Regions from separate parts of the Mus musculus genome. Here regions 1 and 3 are each linked to region 2. A link is a contact called in public HiChIP or PLAC-seq data. All regions are on one chromosome and are shown on one strand. Each heading gives the region's core, a stretch centred on a gene start, on an enhancer-like site or on the middle of the called end of the contact. The rest is flanking DNA. Distances are from core to core; before and after follow the strand shown.

Region 1 (3,755 bases), core at 936-3,435, 150 kb before region 2:
ATGCAAATGTGCTATTGTTAGGGGCTCTTAGAAACTGTCTTGAGAGATAACCTGCACAATTACCAGGTATTCCTTGTGACTCTTGTGACTTTGCACTTCCTTGGGACTCTTAACCAACAACGCCCTCCCCACTTCCTTGAGTTGTGGTTTCTTCCTTTAAATACCCCCTTACCCAGCTACTTGGCGCGCCACGGTCCTCTACCCCTGCATGGTGTATGACCGTGGGCCCCCGAGATCACTCTTGAATAAAAATCCTCTTGCAGTTTGCAGCAAGACCATTTCTTATGAGTGATTTGGGGTGTCGCCTCTCCTGAGTCAGAACATGGGGGAGTCCTCACGTTGTGGGTCTTTCACTACCAAATGTCCTGGTAAGCCTGAGTATTGTAGGGTTTCATGGGGACCCAGACTTTTTAAATAAAGCTTCTAAGCATCTCAGCAGGACCAAGGCCACAGGCCTGCACCAGAGTGGGAAAACCAAATTTTAACTCTAAGGAATGTTAGGAATCTCCTGGTGGACCTTGGCCGGAAGTCCAACCCCAGCAGAGGAGCTATTTGTTTTTGATGACAGCTGGATCTGGGAGGATCAGTTTTCTTTAAGGGTGTAACTCCTGGTAGGTTGGCCAATTTCCAGGACTGGCCCCACACCCAACCATTTGAATAATGGAATTTGAACTAAAAAAGCTAAGAGCACAAGTTGGGTAAGGGAGGAAGGTAAAGGCAGAGGCAAGAAAAGTTGAAAGGTATAAATATGATCAAATACACTGTATAAAAATTTCAGGGAAGTCTTAAAATATTTTTAAATTGCTTCCCTCCATTTTTTACATTACTCTGAGGGTGTGCTTTACTCAAGATTGAAAGGCTTGATTGTGTTGTAGAAACTCATGGGTCAGAGAGAAGTGTTTACACGCTAGGTCACAAGTTGTCCTGAGCCTAGGTAGACACAGATAATTACTTTAGGAATCTGAGTGAAGTGTTAAAACTGAAGGTCCCATACAATTCTGGCGCTAAATAAGCACAGACTGGGTAGACATCACTGTTGTCCATCCACAGTGCTAGAAGTTTCCTGCCTCTGACTACTACCAACGGAAAATGAGCCACGCTCCAGGGTAAAGGCTCTGTGCAGGGTCGTCTTTTTTTCTTCTTCTTTTCTTTGCCTGGATTCCATGGGCTAGAGTTTTAGAATGAATAAAAAGGAGAAAGTGCGCTGATATACAGCTGCCGTTGCCACTGTTGCCACTGCCAGGCCTTCTGCTCCGTGATGGATGTACCCTCAGGGTGGGAACAACCCCCCTCTTATGTTACTTTTGTTGGGTATTTAATTACAGCAACATGAAAAGTAGCGATCAGATCACCAAGCACAGTGCCTTCTTTATTTTCTGACCAGACACCCTCATTTTTGCCCCTGAGGTCTTAGGCCTATTTTATCCTCTTTATTTGTCTCCACTGAAGTCACAGTAGGTGACATCCCAGGCAGATCTTAAATAAGACCTTGGAGGTCCAAGAATGCCCCATACTGGTTGTCTGCCGTGTGTGTGTGTGTGTGTGTGTGTGTGTGTGTGTGTGTGTGTGTGTGTGTCTGTCTGTCTGTCTGTCTAGTGTGTGTGTATGTCTGTCCCTGTGTGTGTGTGTGTGTGTGAGTGTGTGGGGCTGTCTGCCTAGTGGGGAAGGGCTGTTTGCCTAGTGTGTGTGTGTGTGGGGGGGCTATCTTCCGTGTATGTGTGAGAGAGAGAGAGAGAGCAAGCTAGAGAGCTGTCTGCCTAGTGGGGAAGGGCTGTTTGCCTAGTGTGTGTGTGTATGGGGGGCTATCTGCCGTGTATGTGTGTGTGTGTGTGTGTGTGTGTGTGTGTGTGAGAGAGAGAGAGAGAGAGAGAAAGCGAGCTAGAGAGCTGTCTGCCTAGTGTGTGTGTGTGTGTGGGGGGGGTGCAATTTCCACCTTGTTAAGCTTCCCCAGGAGGTTTGTGGCCTCCATTTCTAGAGGGTTTTTCTTTGTCCCAGAAAGAGTTATACTTTGGGTAGAAATTTGGTCTGAACAGCACTTAAGTCTCATCTAAGTGTTCAAGTTTAAAGTTATGAACAAGTTGAAAGGGGGAGAGTTGGATCTGCCCTGGATCCATTCCCAGACCTGACGTCAGGAGCTAAACCTCCACACTCTGATAAAGAGATTCCTGAACAGGCCTGTAAGGCAAGCAAATAATGTCAGGTACTTGGAAGGCAAAGACTGGAAGGTGGCAGCTCAGATCCTGTCTGGGCTGAACAAGCCAGAGCTCAGTGCTGGAGTGTTCATTTACATGCTCATGAAAGGACAACATAAGCCTCATGAAAGGACAACAAGAGCCCCATTTGTCTCCATTTAAGGACCAGGCCTGATTTAGAAAAAAATGGCCGTAAGGCACCAGCTCCAGGAACAGACCGTAAGTCCCAGAAACTAGGCCATAAAAGACCAGCTCCAGAGATAGACCATAAAATTCAGAACAAAATCACAAAGCCCCCTCCCAAATAACAGCCCGGGGATAATCACAAAATGGGAAACTATCTTATCTCAGAATGGGCCAACTGTGCTGGGCAGCCTTATCTCATCCTATGGTTAAACATTCATGACATAGGAATGCGGGCCACTGACCCCCTATGACTCCCTAGCACCCACCAGTGAAGTTTTAGATTACCCAGTCCTTCTAGAGAGTTCCCCCAGTTCCCTACAAGAAGGTCTTCACGCCTTTGTCTGGGGTCCCCATTTCAAAAAATGGTTGACTCCCACAACATACTGGTTGTTTCTACAGATTAAACGTCTTTCTTTCTTTTTTTTTTTTTTTTTTTTTTTGGTTTTTTTGAGACAGGGTTTCTCTGTGTAGCCCTGGCTGTCCTGGAACTCACTCTGTAGACCAGGCTGGCCTCGAACTCAGAAATCCACCTGCCTCTGCCTCCCAAGTGCTGGGATTAAAGGCATGCACCACCACGCCCGGCCTAAATGTCTTTCTTTTTGCATTCTGAGTCTGGAGTCTTCTTTCATCAATTTTGGACCCTTATACTCAAGGTCCCAGACTTAATTCCTCATACTAGGGAAAAAAAAATCCCTTCAGGATATTTAGTGTTAAAAGACTCAGCACACCCTTTCACGGTCACTAGAATTCACTAATTTATCAAGCAGTTCTAGATAGATCCTGCACTGTCTTTCTCATTAGCCTCAGTATCCTTCTGGGGTATTGTAGAAAGGACAGGATAGGAGGTAAATGTTTCCTGAAAAAGAAATGGCAGCAATTCCACCCCCACCCCCATGCCTTCCTACCCTGCAGGAAAATTAATTTCTACAAAACCCACCCTGAACCAAAGTGATTTTGTAAATATAGGACAGGTGTGGTAAGTTATTTCTCCACCAGTGAAATGAGCCAACTCAAGCCAGATTAAAATACATAAAGAAAGCCAGATTTATTGTCATGAGGAGGGAGAAGAAGAGAGGGGGGAGAGAAAGAGAGAAAGAGCTCCCACAGACAGAGAGAAGGAAAAGAGGATGAGGGGGAGGAGGAAGAGGAGGAAGAAGAAGAGACAAAGTGTCTGGATTATATAGTATATAGGGAAGAGCCTCTGGGGGAAGGGCAGTTCAGCCCCTAGGCTGGAAGTTCAGGGTTGGGGGCAGGGTATGCCAGGTAGGGCCTAAGGGATGCTGGGAGAACCTGCAGGCCAGGTCTGCTTTGGTATGTGAACTATGCACCTCAAGTCTTTGTCCTGGGGTCTGAAACCAAACACAGGTGAGAGCCTGA
Region 2 (3,948 bases), core at 911-3,410:
TGGTCTACAGAGTGAGTTCCAGGACAGCCAGGGCTACACAGAGAAACCCTGCCTCGAAAAAACAAACAAACAAAAGAATTGGATGAAAATTAAAATACAACATAACCGCCGGGCACTGGTGGCACACACCTTTAATCCCAGCACTCAGGAGGCAGAGGCAGGTGGATTTCTGAGTTTGAGGCCAGCCTGGTCTACAGAGTGAGTTCCAGGACAGCCAGGGCTATACAGAGAAACTCTGTCTCAAAAAACAGAACAAAACAAAACAAAAAACACAACATAACCAAACCTATGGGACTCAATGTAAGCACTAAGTGCTGAGAGAGAGAGAGAGAGATTATATCAGCAACTCAATAGGACACCTGAAGGCTTTAGAACACAAATCACACCCAAAGGAAGTAATCAAGCTTGGCTGAAGAAAAAACAAAAATAATACAAAGAATCAATGAAAGGAAGAATTGGTCCCTTGAGAAAGTAAGATTGATACACCTTTACCCAAATTTACTAAACGATGGAGAGAGAAGATCCAAATTAATACAATTAGAAATAAAAACAGGGACATAACAGACAATGAAGGAATCCATATAACCATAAAGGCATACTTTAAAAATATGTATTCCATCAAATTGGAAAACCTGAAAGAAATGGATAAAATTTTTGATGTATACCACCTACCAATGTTATACCAATATTAAATCACTATTACATAAGCAATTTGAACAGACTGATAACTCCTAGTGAAACAGAAGCAGTACTTAAAAGTCCCTCCACCAAAAACCACCCAGGTGCAGATAGACTTAGCACAGAATTCTACCAGACATTCAAAGAATAATTAAGGGCAACAGTCTTCAAAGTATTCTACAAAATAGAAGCAGGAGCTTTGGCTAATTCATTTTATGAGACCACAGTTATCCTGATACTGCACAAAGACCCAACAAAGAAAAAAAAAAATACAGGCCAAATTCCTTTGTGAACATAGATGCAAATCTTCTCAATAAAATACTTGCAAACTGAATATAAGAACACATGCAAAAAAAAAATCCACCATGATCAAATAGGCTTCATTCTAGAGAATGGTTCTACATAAACTGTAAAATGTAATCCACCACATAAACAGACTGAAAGACATGAACCACAGGTGCATCTCATTAGATGAAGAGAAGGCCTGGAGAGACTGGGGCTACAAGGGATACACCTCAACATGATAAAGGCACTTTACAGCAAGCCCACAGGCAATATTAACCCCAGCAAAGAGAAACTCAAAGCAATTACACTAAAACCAGGAACAACACAAGGATGGCCACTCTCTCCATCCCCGGTCAATATAATGCTTGAAGTCTTAGCTAGAGCAGTAAGACAACTGAAGGAGATCAAAGGGATACAGACAGGAAGGGAAGAAGCCAATGTATCTTTTATGTTTATACATAAATGACACTAAAATCTATACCAATAAACTTTGACTGCTCATAACCACTTTCAGCAAAGTAGCAGGATACAAAATTAACACCAAAAATCAGTAGTTTTCCTATATACAAATGACAAATCAGGGAAATACCACCTTCCACAATAACCTCATTGTGTGTGTGTGTGTGTGTGTGTGTGTGTGTGTGTGTGTGTGTGTGTGTGTGTGTTGGGGTAACTCTAGTCAAACAAGAACAACATTAGGGAAGGTCACCCCAACACAAGCAAATGACTTGCATTATAAAATTTTTAAGACATTGAAGAAGATACCAGAAAATGGAAAGATCTCCCATGCTCATGGATCAGATCAGAAAAAAAATGGCATCCTACCAACAGCAATTCAGTGCAATTCCCATCAAAAGTCCAACACAATCCTTTACAGAAATTGAAAGGACAATTTTCACCTCAGTGCTCAGAGAACTCTATGGAAGAGGTGGCAGAACGATTGTAAGAGCCAATAAGGATAAAGGACACCAAAGAAACGATGTCTTCTAGATATAATAGGACAGATGGACTTACAGAGCCTAGCAGCATGCACAGGGCGTGTCCTGAAACCCAGGCAGAGTTCCAGTCCTGAAAAGGGAAGTGAGCATAAACCCAGAGGCCAATTGTCACTTGTTTACAAAGGAATAATGAATTTTCTCGAACAGTATATCAAGGGTTATACAAACCACACCTAAAGGCAGGCACCATGCCCAGCAGTAGATGACCAAAACAAAACAAAGTCAGTGGTATTTTTGGAGAGTTTTTGTCTGGATAGTACTAGAGAACAAAGGTACGAAATGCTTTGTCTGGAGCTACCTACCTTCCTTTCTTCTTCCCTCCCTCCCTCTCCCTCCCTCCCTCTTCCTCCCTCTTTCTCTTCCTTTCTTACTTTTTAACCTTAGAGATCTTATATTATGTTTTCTGATTTTGTGTTTTTATGGGATTTGTGTGTGTGTGTGTGTGTCTGTATGTGTTTCTTGTTATTTTTCTTTGGCTATTTTCCCCCATTTGCCTATTTTGTCCTGTTCTAGGTTTGCTGTTGTTTTTTATTTGTTGAGGAAGAAAGGATGTGGAGTTGGGTGGCTGTGGAGATGGGGAGGATCTGGGAGGAGCTGAAGAAGGGGGACTCCATGATCAGAATACACTGTATGAAAAAACATGTTTTTTAATAAAAATTAAAAGTATAAAAATTATATATATATTACAGTTTTGAAAATTTGAGGACTTGCCTCTATGGCTTAAAATTTAAAAATTCAATGTTTCAGTAAGTTGCAGGGGTGCCTCCCTCTAGAACCAGCACTTGGGAGTCTGAGGCAAGAGCATCGCAAGCTCCATGCCAGAGTGAGCTACATAGAGCCTGTCTCAAGGGAGGGAAATCAAAACTGTCACCTCTCTGTCTCTTTCTCTCTGTCTCTCTCTGTCTCCTCGCCCCCGCTTCGTGTTACGCGGTGCAGGTGTAGCTCTTCTCTGCTGTTACAGAAGAGCTGCTGGGCAGCACTGTCAAACCAAAACCACTGCCTCTATGCACTGTGTTCATTTTCCAGAGAGGGACGCAACAGCAGAGGGGACATCTACACCAATCTCCCTGCTGCCCTTGCTGCTACAGTTTACACCAACTTTCTTCTGATTTGTTCTCTCATCTCTCAGTTCCCCTCCTACATTGCTTCTTTTGCTTCATGCCACAAAAGAAAGTACTCTCCTGGCTACTAAATATGTCCTTTTTCTCTCCCTTTTCTCTCCGGGAACTGGACAAGGGCCCTTAGATGTGACTGGCTTCTCTTAGCACTGTTCCTCACTAGCTGCCAAGGGACCCCACTAGGCATGTCTCACATACCAGGCACCTCAACAGCAGTCTTTGGTTTATAGTGCCACTGCCCTCATCTTCATGGCTAGCCGCCCTAGCTCACCTCCAACTCTCCTGTCCCTTGTTTCAGAAGGAAGGGTGTGGGTGGTGTGTGTATGTGTTACTAACTCGTGCGTGCCAGTTGCATCACTGAGCTAACCCACAGCACCCCTCTCCAGATTCAGTCACTTGCACTCCTTCCCTCACCCCGCCCTGAAAAGGAAGGCCCCTCCTTTCCTTTTCCATTACTGTTACAGTCTCAGTGTCCTGAACCGTCAGATAAACTGGAAAAAAAAAGTGAGAAAATAAGAAAGTAGCTACTGACCAGTCAGTATGCCCAGTTGGATTTTGTTGGTTAATGAAGTGGTTTTTCCTCCTCCTCCTCCTCCTCCTCCTCCTCCTCTTCCTCCTCCTCCTCCTCTTCCTCCTCCTCCTCCTCCTCCTCCTCCTCTTCCTCCTCCTCCTCCTCCTCCTCCTCCTCCTCCTCCTCCTCCTCCTCCTTTGCTTGTTTGTTTTCCTGTTTTTGAGGCAGGGCTCCTCTGTGTAGTCTTGGCTGGCCAGGAGTCTGCTAGGTAGACCAGGCTGACGTTGAACTCATAGAGACTGGCCCAGTATCATCCAGATAGACCTATGGACACATATTACTTAGGGTGAATATACTA
Region 3 (3,718 bases), core at 342-2,841, 130 kb after region 2:
AGGCTATGACACACACTCACCTTTGTGAAAGCCCCAAGTCCTCCAGTCACAGCTTTGGGGCTCTGCACTTTAGGGTGACTACCAATTGGGCAAAGAGGTGGCATAGATGCGAATAAAGACTCCTCCTGCTGTATGTAAAAACATTACTATATATTATATAACAGGCCCAAACGGATGCTTTCAGATACTCTAGCCACTTAGTACACTTAATACAGTAATATTATCTACTTAATACAAACCTACCACAGCCAGCAACACACACACACACACGACAAAACAAAAACCCACAATGCTAGAGATCTTCTAAGCTTCTATACATTTACTGTAATTTCCTTTTTAAAAGCAAATAAAAAATGAGGTATGCAATTCCATCTGAGCACCAGTAGTAACTCACTGCACAGGAGGCTGACAAAGGAGGACTGTTAGTTCAAGTCTAGCCTGGACTAAACACTGAAACCCTGCCTGAAAAATCAGGAAATCAGCTCAGCAAAAGGCTACTCACCTGTGTCCTGATGGATGTTACAGTCCTATAAGACAGGGTGTCAGGTAGACCAGGTTGGTTTCACTATCTAGCTAAAGAAAACCTTGAACTTCTGATGCTCCTGCCTCTACTTCTCGAGTGCTGGGATTACATGCTTACAACCTCACACTTGTTTTTATGTGGCATTGGGGACGGAACCCAAAGCTCTGTGCATGTAGGAGAAGCACTCTACCAGTGTTGTGTAGCAGTTTCTTGGAGACTGACATGCTCTATCTCCCAGGGAAGTTCCTTAAGGCAAAGGTAAACGTCTCAAAATAGCTGAGCAGATTCACGAGGGCCCCCCTCTCAGAGTAAGCAAGAAAGACAAGGCAAGCTGCAGGAAAGGCCCTGAGATCAGACCAGCAAGGAGGAGAAAAACCAGCAAGGCTGCCTGACTAACATAGTCACTAGGAAAGGATACTCTAACCTACTCCAGGTTTCCTTGCTTCTGTGAGTCAGCACCCTTCCTGGGCTGGGCCTTGGTGAAGCAGCTGTTTTTGAGTCATTTCTGCCCCTGTAAGTAACCCCTCACCCATACTCATGTAAGTAACCTCAATAAAAAACTCATTGGTTTACCACAGTGGACTTTGATCTGTTGTTGGTTCCCTATCTGGAGTGAATAGATATGAGCACTGCATCTCCCTAGGAAGTCTTTTCACACAACACCAACTGATCTTTATGTCCATTCCTAATATTTGATTCTTTATGTATGTCTGATCTTTTGCCAGATGGTAGAGGACAGGGGTTGTATTTGGCTTTATATTCCTAAAGCACAGGCACTAAGTAAGTTATTCTAACAAATAATGGTGATGTTTTAGAGTGTGTGTTTTTTTTCTTTTATACTCTCAACTTGTCTTGAAAAATTCACTCAGTATCTGGAATACAGATAAATGTAAAATGAGTTTCACATTTGGAAAATAAATTTTCCAAAGGAATAAAAAGGATAAGAAAACAATGCTCTAGGCCAAGGTAACCCTGTATCTCAGGAGGGGGAGACAGGACGGTCCCAAGCTCCAGCCTAGACTACAGTGAAAGCTTACCACAAAACAAGCAAACCATCAAAGGAAGGAAGTGGGAATAGAAAATGGAAAGCAACAGCAGAGTGAGATAAAAACCACTGACCTTTGTCTCCACCTCAAAAGACAAAAGCAGATCTCAGAGATAATGTGCCAAAATTGAACTTTAAGGAAAATAATTAAAGTTAAGACTACTACTTGCCTACGAAATGAAATGTCATCAACAAATACTAAAAAATAAATGGTAGAGGTAAGACTTTCAAGGGAGTTACTCCAAGAAAACCTCATTCTGATCAGAAAACCATCTGTGATCCCTGTCAACTAAGTTAGAGGAATGTTAACTGCTGGGGTGGGTACTCACTAAAGCAGATTTGCATCTCAGGGCCACTCAGACAGCAGTCTGCATCTGAAAGGCTTTCAAGTAAGATAACCATCTTGAGAAAACAGGAGCCAAACAGGGAAGTGCTTTGGCCAAATACTGAGCAGACTGTCTTGAGTATGTGAAGAAGTCGGATGCTGTATGGATAGGTGATATTCTGAACTACTCTCTATTTGAAGAGGTTAAGAATTACTTTTTTTTTTTTTTTTTTTTTTAAAGATTTATTTATTTATTATATGTAAGTACATTGTAGCTGTCTTCAGACACTCCAGAAGAGGGAGTCAGATCTCCTTACGGATGGTTGTGAGCCACCATGTGGTTGCTGGGATTTGAACTCTGGACCTTCGAAAGAGCAGTCAGGTGCTCTTACCCACTGAGCCATCTCACCAGCCCAAGAATTACTTTTAAATTAATTAACTAAGGCTGATGTGTGCAAAGGGGACAAGGTTTGCTCCTTGTACCATCAGAAACCATGCTGCCAGGCAAACATTTTTATAGAGAATGTATATGTGTCTGTGTGAGTCTGCACATGTGTGTGCAGTGCCTAAAAAGGCTAGAAGTGGCATTAGATCCTTTGAAGCTGGAGTTACAGGTAGCCGTGAGCTGCTATGTAGCTTCCGGGACCTTTAAGAGCAGCAGGCACTCTGAACAGCTGAGCCATTTCTCCAGCCTCTCAAGGAGTATTTTTAATGAAGTAAGTAAGGCTGCCTCTTCCCGTACTGAGCTTTCAACTAGTACTGGGTAAGCACTTGAGAGATGTGCTGAGCACTGTCTCCTATATCAGGAAGAAAGTGAAGAAGAAATAATCTTCAGGATCAAATGCTGTCTTTGGGTAGCACCCCCGCTGAGCTTGCGCAATATAGTAAAGCAGGGACAGTTTACCTTCACAGTAGATGTCAAAAAACTACTTCCATGAATCTTAGGAATAGGGGACCCTGTTCCTTGGGAAGCCTGAGAGGCCACTGGGAGCTTGCTTGTAGGACTTCCTGATAAGCAAGACAGATATAAAAATTATGTATCAACAAAATAAAGTTTACAAGATATAATTTAAAAATCATTTCCCCCATTCTTTGTTTCCAATTATTTACTGTTCATTTTTAAAGGTTGAAGATTCAAAACCATAAAAGTCTAAACACACACACACACACACACACACACACACACACACACTCTGCTGAATGCCAACTTTTACTGCACCTGTTTCCAAATGCTGCCTGTGTTATCCCACAGCCACACAAAGTCTGATTAAAAAAATTCACTTAATCATCAATAGTAAATAAGTTTAGATCTAAAGAGAGATTCCATAACTTATTTTACCTACCAAACTTGCCTCTTCAGAGTTGTGGGCTGATTCCTAAAACTAATATGTAGCCACAAGACAGCTCAGCATACCTAAATATGCTGGAAGCAGAACTTTTCAAATGATCTCTACATGTAAACCACTCTAAAACCTAAGCTTAAAAACAAAACAGAACACCTATGTGGAAGTCCACTATATATAGCAATGTGTGGGGTGGGAAACAGCCTCATTTCTTTAAAATCATTCATTTTATTTCTCTGTTCCTATTTCCCTTAACAAGGGAAGATTACACCTTAGGAGCATGTGCAAAAACATGGGTTAAATGAAGAAATGGATACAAGGTTTTAAAAGAATACTAAAAACCAAGACCAAACCCAGAAACCTGATAGGGACCATGGAGCTGTGGGATTCTAATTCCTAAACACTGCACTTTCACCCACAGTGACTCTTCCTCAGAGAAACAGTATGGGCTTCCATTTATATACACTTACTACAGATGGAGG

Evidence for each region. HiChIP or PLAC-seq counts read pairs in DNA pulled down with a chosen protein or histone mark.
Region 1: a contact with region 2 is called in an H3K27ac HiChIP or PLAC-seq map of embryonic stem cells, with 17 read pairs. The contact joins the enhancer-like site here to the promoter of Cyp2ab1 in region 2. A contact is called at or near these places in 9 of 39 promoter capture datasets (the C10 cell line, the HPC-7 cell line, embryonic stem cells and 4 more), 2 of 15 datasets of contacts at CTCF or cohesin (CD8 T cells and pro-B cells), 31 of 484 Hi-C or Micro-C datasets (the AML12 cell line, the CH12 cell line, DN3 thymocytes and 20 more), 9 of 115 datasets of contacts at active chromatin or transcription factors (embryonic stem cells, extraembryonic endoderm stem cells and trophoblast stem cells) and 3 of 9 other capture datasets (adipose tissue, liver and pancreatic islet).
Region 3: a contact with region 2 is called in an H3K27ac HiChIP or PLAC-seq map of embryonic stem cells, with 6 read pairs. The contact joins the enhancer-like site here to the promoter of Cyp2ab1 in region 2. A contact is called at or near these places in 2 of 39 promoter capture datasets (3T3-L1-derived adipocytes and macrophages), 2 of 115 datasets of contacts at active chromatin or transcription factors (both in embryonic stem cells) and 4 of 9 other capture datasets (adipose tissue, embryonic stem cells, liver and 1 more).

The regions. Positions count from the first base shown.
Region 1 is chr16:20,475,486-20,479,240 of GRCm38.p6, reverse strand. No RefSeq gene overlaps it. Among named protein-coding and RNA genes, the nearest start is that of Gm41432, 20 kb to the right of the region's middle. Within about 2 kb of position 2,185, at least 73 of the 459 cell types and tissues checked have an H3K27ac peak or open chromatin away from gene starts, as enhancers often do. A contact at or near this core is called in the AML12 cell line, Sertoli cells, embryonic fibroblasts and 5 more, where this site is marked.
Region 2 is chr16:20,323,616-20,327,563 of GRCm38.p6, reverse strand. It overlaps Cyp2ab1 (cytochrome P450, family 2, subfamily ab, polypeptide 1), which reads left to right and starts at 2,160. Exons shown (of 9, transcript NM_183158.3): 1 at 2,160-2,233.
Region 3 is chr16:20,189,569-20,193,286 of GRCm38.p6, reverse strand. It overlaps Yeats2 (YEATS domain containing 2), which reads right to left. Exons shown (of 31, transcript NM_001145930.1): 13 at 2,798-2,901; 14 at 21-128. Among named protein-coding and RNA genes, the nearest start is that of Gm41431, 45 kb to the left of the region's middle. Within about 2 kb of position 1,591, at least 52 of the 459 cell types and tissues checked have an H3K27ac peak or open chromatin away from gene starts, as enhancers often do. A contact at or near this core is called in embryonic stem cells, where this site is marked.